Regions from separate parts of the Ovis aries genome. Here region 1 is linked to region 2. A link is a contact called in public Hi-C data. All regions are on one chromosome and are shown on one strand. Each heading gives the region's core, a stretch centred on a gene start, on an enhancer-like site or on the middle of the called end of the contact. The rest is flanking DNA. Distances are from core to core; before and after follow the strand shown.

Region 1 (5,435 bases), core at 1,216-3,715, 54 kb after region 2:
CAGACTGGTTCCAAATAGGAAAAGGAGTACATCAAGGCTGTATATTGTCACCCTGCTTATTTAACTTCTGTGCAGAGTACATCATGAGAAACGCTGGACTGGAAGAAGCACAAGCTGGAATCAAGATTGCTGGGAGAAATATCAATAACCTCAGATATGCAGATGACACCACCCTTATGGCAGAAAGTGAAGAGGAACTCAAAAGCCTCTTGATGAAAGTGAAAGTGGAGAATGAAAAAGTTGGCTTAAAGCTCAACATTCAGAAAACGAAGATCATGGCATCTGGTCCCATCACTTCATGGGAAATAGATGGGGAAACAGTGGAAACAGTGTCAGACTTTATTTTTTGGGCTCCAAAATCACTGCAGATGGTGACTGCAGCCATGAAATTAAAAGACGCTTACTCCTTGGAAGGAAAGCTATGACCAACCTAGATAGCATATTCAAAAGTAGAGACATTACTTTGCCAACAAAGGTCCATCTAGTCAAAGCTATGGTTTTTCCAGTAGTCATATATGGATGTGAGAGTTGGACTGTGAAGAAGGCTGAGTGACAAAGAATTGATGCTTTTGAACTGTGGTGTTGGAGAAGACTCTTGAGAGTCCCTTGGACTGCAAGGAGATCCAACCAGTCCATTCTAAAGGAGATCAGTCCTGGGTGTTCTTTGGAAGGAATGATGCTAAAGCTGAAACTGCAGTACTTTGGCCACCTCATGCGAAGAGTTGACTCATTGGAAAAGACTGTGATGCTGGGAGGGATTGGGGGCAGGAGGAGAAGGGGACAACAGAGGATGAGATGGCTGGATGACATCACTGACTCAATGGTCGTGAGTCTGAGTGAACTCCGGGAGTTGGTGATGGACAGGGAGGCCTGGCGTGCTGCGATTCATGGGGTCACAAAGAGTCGGACATGACTGAGCGACTGAACTGCACTGGTATGTAATTCCATGTACACTGAAAACATGCTTAATGAATGGTCATTATTAGCTTCTTATGGTAACAAGAGTAGTAACTCTGTGTGAGTAATCTGCTAACAGTCTCTAACAAGGTAAAATTTGGAAACTTTTATAGCAATTTTTTTTTTTTTTTTTTTTGCTTCCTTGGTGGCACAGACTAAAGAATCTGCCTGCAATGCAGGAGACCCAGGTTTGATCCCTGGGTTGGTAAGATCCCTTGGAGAAGGGAATGGCTACCCACTCCAATATTCTTACCTGAAGCATTCCATGGACAGAGGAGCCTGGCTGGCTACAATACATGGGGTCACAAAGAGTCAGATGTGACTGAGCAGCTAACTTTCACAGTTTTTCATAGCAACTTTTTACATTGCTCCAATATCTGAGAACATCATCAGTGAACTCATTTTATTTCTATAGTACTTTTTAAAAAAAAATCAGTCTGCGATGGGTTGTTGTTTTTTAGTCGCTAAGTAGCTGTGTCCAGCTCCTTTTGACCACATGGAGTGCAGCACACCAGGCTTCTTTATCCTTCACTATCCCCTGGAATTTGCTAACTCATGTCCATTGAGTCATGAGCTATGTGTGATGGGTTGGGGAAGGAAGTTTCTTCATCACAGAGAATTTGAGATGCACTAGAAAAAATGCACAGTCTCTTATCTCGGGGAACCCTGAAGATTGAAGCTCCTAAACTCAAGAGCAGAGAGGCAGTGGAATCGGGGAGCCAGACGTCATATGAGAGGTGTTGGAGAGGTTCTTCAAATGTCTTCAGTGGAGACAGATGTTGAGTACGGTTTAAGCCAGGGGCCACAGACTGAAACTCCCAGGTGGGCAGCAAAGATGAGTCATGGGGCCCGAGTCTAAAAAAAGTCCGTGTCATTTTGATATGAAACATGTACGAACATTTGTCTTGTTGTTCTCAAACTATATGGACTTCACTTTTTCATCTTCTCAATTTTTGCTGGAAATGTGTCATGGAAATAGCTCGGTGTGAACACGATTCTAAGAAACGAACAACAACAAAAACTCCAGTGCAAGTTTGATAATGAATGATAAACTTATTTAGCCAAGTGTGGCAGACAGGATTCTGAGAGTCCCGCCTCGTGTTTGTGTGCATGGCCTGCAAAAGCCATGGGACTGTCACTGTGATGTGACGTCACCCCCAGGAGTAGCTTGTGTCACAAAGCTTGGCTTTAAGGATAGGAGAGGAACTTGGATGGGCCAGCCCTATTCAGGTGAGGCCTCAAAGGGGACTGAGCTCCTTCTGGAGGGAGAGCTGGAGCATGAGTGGGGTGCTCCCTTGCTGCCTTTGAATATGCAGGCCACGCGGTAAGGAATGCTGGCGGCCAGCCGGACTTGAGACTGTTCCTGCTCAGAACCAAGAGACAAGTGGGAGTACAGGCATACGACCACACAGGACTCAGTCCCTGCCTGCACCACGTGGTCTGGGAGGGGATGAGAAAGCAGGCTGGCTGGCACACAGACGGTAGCTTCATAAGACTGTGAGCAGGAAACGCAGTCATGCTGTTCCTGGGCTTCTGACCACAGGGCTTTTGACCACAGAGGTGTCAGCTGCCCCATGAGTGCTGTTCTAAGCCTCTAAGTTTGTGTGGTCATTGTTACAAAACAATAGAAAACTAACACAGCTAGGAAGCAGACACCAGGGTCAGAGCAGATGGAAGATTCTGGAGGGCTCCTAGTTGGTTAAAGGGGGTGGCTGCCACTTGGTGCCAGCCTTCTGCTGCATGTGAAAGTATGGAGGGGATATAAGTATACTTATAGCTGATTCACGTTGTGGTACAGCAGAAACAAAGCGATTATACTGCAATTAAAAAATAAAAAAGAGAAAATATGGATTCAGTGTTTGCAGATCTGTGGGCTCTAGAGAAGCCAAGAATCTGGATTTTTGTATGAAACAGCTTGACTTTTAACATGGAAATTCTACACACACACAGAGACACACACATGAAGTCAAGGAACCGCCTTCATGCCCTGACTCTGGAATGACAGTCTGCTACCAACAGTCTTAAATTTCTAATTTGTGCGGGTATGTTTTCTTAGAGTTAAAATTCCAATTTTCATTTGTAGGTCATTCATTGCCAAGTAAAATCCAAGATCTGACTTTGAGAAAATTTCGTTATAACTGGTGTTGGTATCTATCAACAGCTCTCTTTGCTTAGAAAGTGAAAGTGAAAGTCTCTCAGTTGTGTCCGACTCTTTGTGACCCCGTGGACTGTATACTCCATGGAATTCTCTAGGCCAGAATACTGGAGTGGGTAGTCTTTCACGTCTCCAGGATATCTTCCCAACCCAGAGACTGAACCCAGGATTCCTGTATTGCAGGCGGATTCTTTGCTTAGCGGTGAATTGTTATTTCCTTTGGTTAAATATTAATGAAGAAAAGATACCTCATAGAATCCACCCTTTTTCTCCATCATACTTCAGTCTCAAGAATTTTTACCTGAAATGGAATGTGTGAATGTGTGGACTCCAATAATGCCTCTAATAAATCCAATTTCAAGTTAAGCTGAAAAAGCACTGAAGTTCTTTCTGTTGTTTCAGAAATCTTTGAGAAGCTGACATTGTTCTTAGAGTAGCTTTTCACAGTTTCATTTCTTACTTCTGTGTGATATCATTATTTGTTATTCCATGCTGCCACCTAGTGAAATAGCAGAAGGGCTGTGCAGGTGAGTTCAAATTTTGTGCTTTTTGTATCTGAATTTTGGTGAGTATTGTGATTCTCCCATATTATATAGTGGTGCTTGTGGTAAAGAGCCTGCCTAGCAATGCAAGAGACATAAAAGACGTGGGTTTGATCCTTAGTTGGGAAGATCCCCTGGAGGAGGGCATAGCAACCCACTCCAGTATTCTTGGAGACTGGGGATCAATCCCTGAGATAGGAAGGTCCCCTGGAGAAGGGACTGTCTACCCATTCCAGTATTCTTGCCTGGAGAATCCCATGGACAGAGGAGTCTGGCGGACTACAGGCCATGGTGTCGCAGAGCTGGATTTGACTGGGAGACTTTCACTTTCATACTTAGAGTGAAAGTATTGGTATAGGCTAGATTCCCTAGAAAATGAAGGGTCTATATAATATGAATGCTTTTAGTTTTTTTGAAAAAGAACTGGAGAAGGAAATGGCAACCCACTCCAGTGTTCTTGCCTGGAGAATCCCAGGGTCGGAGGAGCCTGGTGGGCTGCAGTCTATAGGGTCGCACAGAGTCGGACACGACTGAAGCGACTTAGCAGCAGCAGCAGCAGTTACTTTGTTAGATTCTTGGAGGTCTAAAATAAAATTCAAAAGCAGGTTATTTGCAGCAACATGGATGGATATAGAGTGTCATACTGAGTGAAGTAAGTCAGAGAAGGAAAAATATCATATGACATCCCTCATAGGTGGAATCTAAGTGGAATTTAACGTGGAACCTAAGTGAAATTTAAGGTGGAATCTAAGTGGAGTAGGTGGAATGATGCAAACGAACTCACTTAGAAAACAGAAAGAGACTCACAGGCTTAGAGAATGAACTTACGGTTTCCAGGGGGATGGGATAGTTAGGGAGGCTGGGAAGGTCATGCACCCATTGCTATATTTAAAATAGTTAATGAACAAGGACCTACTGCATAGCACAGGGAACTCTGCTCAGTGTTATGTGGCAGCCTGGATGGGAGGGGATTTCGGGGGAGAATGGATACATGTGTATGTATTGCTGTGTCCCTTGGCTGTTTACCTGACACTCCCTCATTGTTAATCAGTTATACCCCAATAGAAAAAAAAAAGCAAAAGCTTGAAAAAAATTCAAAGGCATATTGTATCTTTGCAATGTTTTAGCCTTACATATAGCTTGCTTTGTTTTCAAAATTGTTGTGTTTCATTTTTTAGAGATGTGGAGGTTCACAAAAATGGAGAAATTTCCTGGGAAAACAGGTCATCATTCTTTTGAATGTTTCTTTAAAGCAAAGTGTTCCTGCTGCACCAGACTGCACCCTAGTAAGTAAATTCTTATGTTCCTGCATCCCCCCACCATTCCCAGTCTCCCGCCCATCTTGTGTCCAGTTCTGGGGCTTTAATTTCTCAGCAGAGGACTTTATATCTGAAGTTTCCAATATGTGACAAGCAGGTCACCTATTGCAATCATTCATAGATTCATGGCATCGCCTCTGCTAGAAATGACCTCAGACTTTAAAAACATGTACTTTTCTCTCTTTAGAGAAGAAGCATCACCTACATGGGCCCGGTGGCTTTCTCTGGTCTCAGAGCGTCTTTACAGTAATGCTGGGATGAGGCTGAAGTGTCTTGATGGCCATCGGGACACCAGGACGTGCTCCTTGTCCTGATAAGAGAGCTTGCTGGGGCTAAGCTGGGCTGGGGAGGAGATGCCACTCCATCAGAGGGGCAGGAGGACCCTGGTCAGGAGAGGGAACCTCAGCTCTGGAGCACTAGGGTGGTCTGCAGCCAAGGACGAAGTGTTTATCAGCAAACTCT
Region 2 (5,669 bases), core at 67-2,566:
CTCAATGTCTTCCCTTCTTTCGAGCCTCAGACAGAACTGCAGTATGAATACAAAGGCAACTTTTTAAAACTTTCTGAACACAAGAATAACATCCTACAGCTGAAAGAAACAATACTAAAACAACAGGCTTAAAAACCGGGCACTGAAAGGAGGATTCACAAGAGACGCCTTTTCCTTTCTTTTCTTTTTAAAAGCGGCTTAAGTTTCGGTTTAGGAAAAGTTCACAGGTAACATGTGCAGGAGCGCTAAATATTTATACCCTGGGCAGAAGGGCTGAAACTTCACTGCCATTACCACCGCGTTATCTGCGGCAGAAGAACACATTATTTAGAGAACAAGTTAACAGGTTCGGATGACTCAAGTTCGCTGGAAACACAACAGAAGTCACCTTGACACACAGATAATGAAATCCAGCCTCGCGCTGCTCAGTTTTGAGCTCGAGCCGGGGGTGGGGGCTGAGATGCTCGCCCACGTTATCCAGGCGGGAGGAGACCCCAGACGCTCTGTTTCGTTTGTTTGTTTGTTTTAAAGAAAGACCTTTCAGAAGCAGCAGGAAAAGGGAGCGGGGACGCACGCCCCCGGCCGCTGCCCCTCTCGGTCTCTCGGACGCACCTGGCCGGGCGGGCGTTTGATCGCCCGGCGGCCTCGGCGCTGCCGGCGGCCCCGCCCGAGGAGCCTGTCAGCGGCCGCGGCGCCTCGGGAGCCGCGCCGGCTCCGCGCGCGCCCATCCAAGCCCAGCCGCCCCCGGAGCTCGCGGCCGGAGTCCCGCGCGGCGCCTCTCGCCGCCCTCCGCCGCCGCGGCCGCGGCCTAGCGCCGCCCGCCTCCCCGCCCGCCCTTCTCACCTGCGCGGCTGCGGCGCCGCTCCCGCCGCCGGTCGCTCTCGTAGAAGCCCAGCGTCTCCGTGTGCTGAGGCGCCGGCGGGGGCCCGTGACCGCCGCCGCCGCCCAGCTGCTCCGCCTCAGCGCGGCCGTCCCGCTCGGCGCCGTCCGCGCCGCCTTCTCTCGGGGCGGCCGCGTCGCCGACGCCCGCCATGTTCCGCGCACAGCAAACCGTCCCCACCGCCTCCCTCCAGGCGCCGGCCCGGCCTCCGCCTCCGGCCGGCCCCCTTCCCGCCTCGCCCCGCCCCTCAGCGGAGCCCGGGCCGCCGCCGCCGCCGCCGCCGCCATCCGCGGCCCGCCGGCCGGCGCGCGCCATTGGCGTCAGCGGCGCGTGAGAGGAGGCGGCCGCCGCCGCCGCCGCCACGGCCGCCGCCATCTTCTTCCTGCCATCGCCGTGACGCGCGCTGCCTTCCCGCGCCGCGCCGGGCTCCATGCCGCCGGGCCGCGCGGCCGCGGAGAGCGAGCGCCTCCGGGGCTCGGGTCGGGGCCCCGGCGGGAGCAAGCCGAGCGCGGCGGCGGCGGCGGCGGCCGGAGGGTCGGCCGAGGAGCCCCGGGGCGGCGGCCGCTGCTGCTGCGCCCGCTGCCCGCCGTCTGCGAGGTGGCCGGCCGCTCGCCCGGGGCCCCTTTTGCAGGCTCGGTGCCCGGAGTGCGCCGGCGCCGCCGCCCGCCCGGTCTTGGCACCGCTGGCGCGGCCGCGGCGCTGCGGGCCGGCCTCCAGATGATCGCCGGCCCCGCGGGTCGGCTCCTCGGGCTCCCGCTCTTCTGCATTGTTTGGCTCGCCCGTCAGCATCCCGGGCTTCTGGGGTTTTGTTGTTGTTGTTGTTGACAGTTTCCAAAGCACTTGGGCCAGAAGGTGCCCCGGAGATGCTGCCCAACAGGTGGGGGTGCGGAGCGGGGAGGGCACGGGTCCGGGGACTCCGCCCGAGGAGCCGGGTGCTTTCTACGTTTTTTTGTTTGTTTGTTTGTTTTTTTTTTCCGCGCCCGCGGACCTCCTAAGGCCGCTTGTCGGCGTTAGGGTTAGGATACGGCTCTCGGCCGCCCTCGCTCATCACCCGGGGCGCCCCCTCTTCACTTGGGGTGACCGCCCTGGGCAGCTCGGGCGTGTGACTCCGCACCGAGCGCGGTGTCCGCCGCCGCTGGGAGTCAGGATGCTCCAGACTCCGGGAAGGGGCCGGTCGCTCCGTTTAAGGGGGTGGGGGATTTGTGGCCGGTCAGGTTCTTGTCTGCCAACTAAAACCTGTGCCTCTGGGGGTTCCCTTTTGATTAAGGAAAACTGGAATCCTTCGCTTAAGGTTAAGTTGTCTGGAAGTTCCCTAGACCTCAACTGGAGAGCTAGAAAAGTGAAGTCACTTCAGACGTGTCCGACTCTGACCCCACGGACTACTGTAGCCCACCAGGCTCCTCTGTCCATGGGATTCAGGCCAGAAGACTGGAGTGGGTTGCTATTCTTTCTCCAGGGGAATCTTCCCAACCCAGGGATGGAACCAGGGAATCCCACATTACGGCCACACGCTTTACCGTCTGAACAACCAGGGGAAGCCCTGATAGATACAAGTGGGTGTGAACAGAGTAAGAATCGACCTCGTGGTGGTTCATCAGAGACCTTGAGGGTTCTGTTGTCGCCAGCGGGTACCCACCTGGTTGCGAACTCAGAGTGGGCTGTTCTGGGCTCCATGCAGAGAGGACAGCCGCCTCACAGATTTAAGAGCAGATTGAGGGGTAGGGGACGAGGGACCCAGCTGGACCAGGGAGGCCCGGTAGATGGGAACTGGCCCTCGGGCGCCAGTGAAAGGAGGAACTGATGTCTTTGAAACATCCTTATCCTTCAGAAAACGGAACCGTTGGGGAGTTTACATTTCTAAACATCCCTGTGACCACGAAATTCTCTTGTTTTGGTTACATCTGTCAAAACTGAGTTAAATCAGTCAGAAACAAGTGCTCTGATCAAATCTTTAGAATTATTTTGAAAATCAAAAGGTACTGAAAACTGCGGCCTCTGAGATTCCTTAAGGCTCGAATTCTGTTTTTCTCTGATCTTCGATAGAGTAAAACCATCCTGTTCTATTGTCCAGGAGGAAGGAAGCGTTTACTGCTTGTGGCTGTCAGTTCCCAATTCCTGTCTCACCACGTTTGCTGGCTGATGGGCCCTGCTTTTAACTCCACAGGAGCTGGAAGGGAAGGAATTGTAAGGCCTGTTTCCTAAGGCAGCGGTTGTAGGAATGGATTTCTCTCTTGTTCTGTAAGGGCCTGAAGAAGACAGAGTGTTCTAAAGGCCATCTTTGTCCTTTAAAATAGTCAGCAAAGGGAGGGAGTCCTGTGTCCAGGCCAGGTGTGAAGGTGTTTCAGCAGACGACCTAACCAGAAACGGGAAAGCTGAAACTCTGATAACTTTTTTGGCACTGCATTATTTTCTCTGATGTTTTGTGAAATTGCACCATTTCAAACAAACCCATCTTGAAGTGGAACATGATAAAAAGCATTTTTGAGGGACTTCTATGGTGGTCCAGAGGTTACATTCTGTGCTTCCAATGCAAGGGGCTTGTATTCAATCCCTGATCCGGGAAATAAGATCCCACATGCTACTGGGCATGGCCGAAAAGAAAATAAGCATTTTGAAATGAACATTAAATAAATTTTTCAGTTAACACTACTCTTTCCTTGTCTAGGTATTGATAATTAGTCAAATATCTTAATATACATGAAAAGTTTCTTTGCGTTCATTAAACCCATTGTCAGAATTTCAGAATCCAGGAAAAGGGTATTGTCAAATAGGTATTCTGTATCATCAAAAAGGCAAGTTACGCATAATCTTAAATAGTTATAGAGCATAGAAAACCAACAGTTCTCTGTGAACAATAAATAGAAGTTAAAATATAATGTTTTCTTTATCAGTTGCAGGACAAAAGGTATACACTTAGATTTATAATGCTGCTGTTAGGAAATAATAGGAGTAGTTCAAAAAAGACGTGATAACCCTCACCGTTAAAGGCACATCAAAAGGCATTTTGAGTTAAGGCATAAGTTAAAAGCAGGATCTGGTTGACAATAAGCTGCAGGAATTGAACTTAAAACATTAATTCAACAAACAATTAGATGGTATGCTGTTAACATGTCACTGTATTAACTACTAGTGAAAGAAAGAATTCATTGGTGGGTAATAGTTTCAATAGAGGAAAGTAAATGGGCAAGAATGAGAAGCTGAGAATAGTCGTTACATGTAAACAGTACAGAAAGGAAACGATTGAAGGAGTGGAGAAACTTCTTAAGGGATTTATACATTCATATTATATTTTAATATGTACACATAACTGATTATGTAAATTCAATCAAGAGCTTGTAAATTGCTACACATATTCTTAACTGCGTAACCTTTACCTAATGGTGGTAATATCTACCATGTAGCTGCTGTATTTTGAAAAGAGCAAAACACAAACTGTTTTTAAAAAGAATGAAGATTGGGTGAATAGTGTATATAGTTTAGAAAATAAATCACATGACTTCATTTTTAATAAATGTTTAATAACTGATTTTATGACTATAGAAAATACATTGAACACATTGTATATGAACCATGGGTTCAAGCTCCAGAAAATTTCCTTACGAGGTCTGTAAACTCTGGTTCTCAGTATCTTTCACTGGTAAATGGGGCAATACCTACACAATAGTAGGAGCTAAAAAAACAAAAAAAATTTTCCTTTTTGTTCCTCCTTAGTGCTAACTTTGAATGCTTCTTTTTGTTTAGACTGAGTAGGTCAACGCAACTTACCTCTTGATATATTTCTGGTATATTGCCCCTAAAATATGTTTGAAATTAGCTCCATATACTTTTCCCGAGTAACAAAAACACCATGTGCTTTGCTAATTGGAAAGGACCCTGAATCTGGAGAAGCCGGGACTTTAGCTCTCCCATCAGAGTCTTTTGACCTACGATGACACATGTGACATCTCTATGTTTCATTTTCTCCCCTGTAAAGCATTACACTAGATTACCCTTGTGTCCTCTTGTAGAATTTTGTGATAAAATCCTTCCTAACCCTTTGCAGATTCTTGGACCCCTGGATTATAAAAAGCTAGATATTTGCCTACACTCTCAAGATTTGTAGAAAAGTATGAAATCCTTAGTTATAGAATTACTTTGTAATCAGCCCTAAAAGTTGAATGCAGGGATTTCAAATGCAGTAACTTTATTGGTAAAGGCTTCCCTGGTGGCTCAGTGGGTAAAGAACCCACCTGCCAATACAGGAGATGTGGGTTCCATCCCTGGGTCAGGAAAGATCCACTGTAGAAGGAAACGGCTACCCACTCCAGTATTCTTGCCTGGGAAATCCCATGGACAGAGGAGTGTGGCAGGTTGCAATCCATGGGGTCACCAAGAGTTGGACGTGACTTAGAGATTGAGCATGCAGACACACAACTTTGTTGATAGCACATCAAAGGTGTGTTATCTTTAATGTCCCTTCTTCATGATCTAAGCATCACTTCTTCATCCCTGTGTGTGAGAACGGATGGTTCCCCCTGACCTTTCCAGTCCTAACCCCATTGCTGCTGCTAAGTCGCTTCAGTCGTGTCGGACTCTGTGCGACCCCATAAACGGCAGCCCATCAGGCTCCACCGTCCCTGGGATTCTTCAGGCAAGAACACTGGAGTGGGTTGCCATTTCCTTCTCCAGTGCATGAAAGTGAAAGGTGAAAGGGAAGTCGCTCAGTCGTATCCAACTCTTAGCGACCCCATGGACTGCAGCCTACCAGGCTCCTCCGTCCATGGGATTTTCCAGGCAGGAGTACTGGAGT

What was found. A called contact is a pair of places that touch in the nucleus more often than the background predicts.
Region 1: a Hi-C map of blood shows a contact between it and region 2, with 2.8 times the contacts expected there. The contact joins the enhancer-like site here to the promoter of TAPT1 in region 2. A contact is called at or near these places in 2 of 16 Hi-C or Micro-C datasets (blood and tail adipose tissue).

Annotation. Positions count from the first base shown.
Region 1 is chr6:112,304,421-112,309,855 of ARS-UI_Ramb_v3.0, forward strand. No RefSeq gene overlaps it. Among named protein-coding and RNA genes, the nearest start is that of TAPT1, 54 kb to the left of the region's middle. Within about 2 kb of position 2,466, at least 8 of the 54 cell types and tissues checked have an H3K27ac peak or open chromatin away from gene starts, as enhancers often do.
Region 2 is chr6:112,251,980-112,257,648 of ARS-UI_Ramb_v3.0, forward strand. It overlaps TAPT1 (transmembrane anterior posterior transformation 1), which reads right to left and starts at 1,317. Exons shown (of 14, transcript XM_015096648.4): 1 at 844-1,317. The coding sequence starts at 1,312. It overlaps LOC114115351 (a long non-coding RNA gene), which reads left to right and starts at 2,007. Exons shown (of 3, transcript XR_003589722.3): 1 at 2,007-5,669.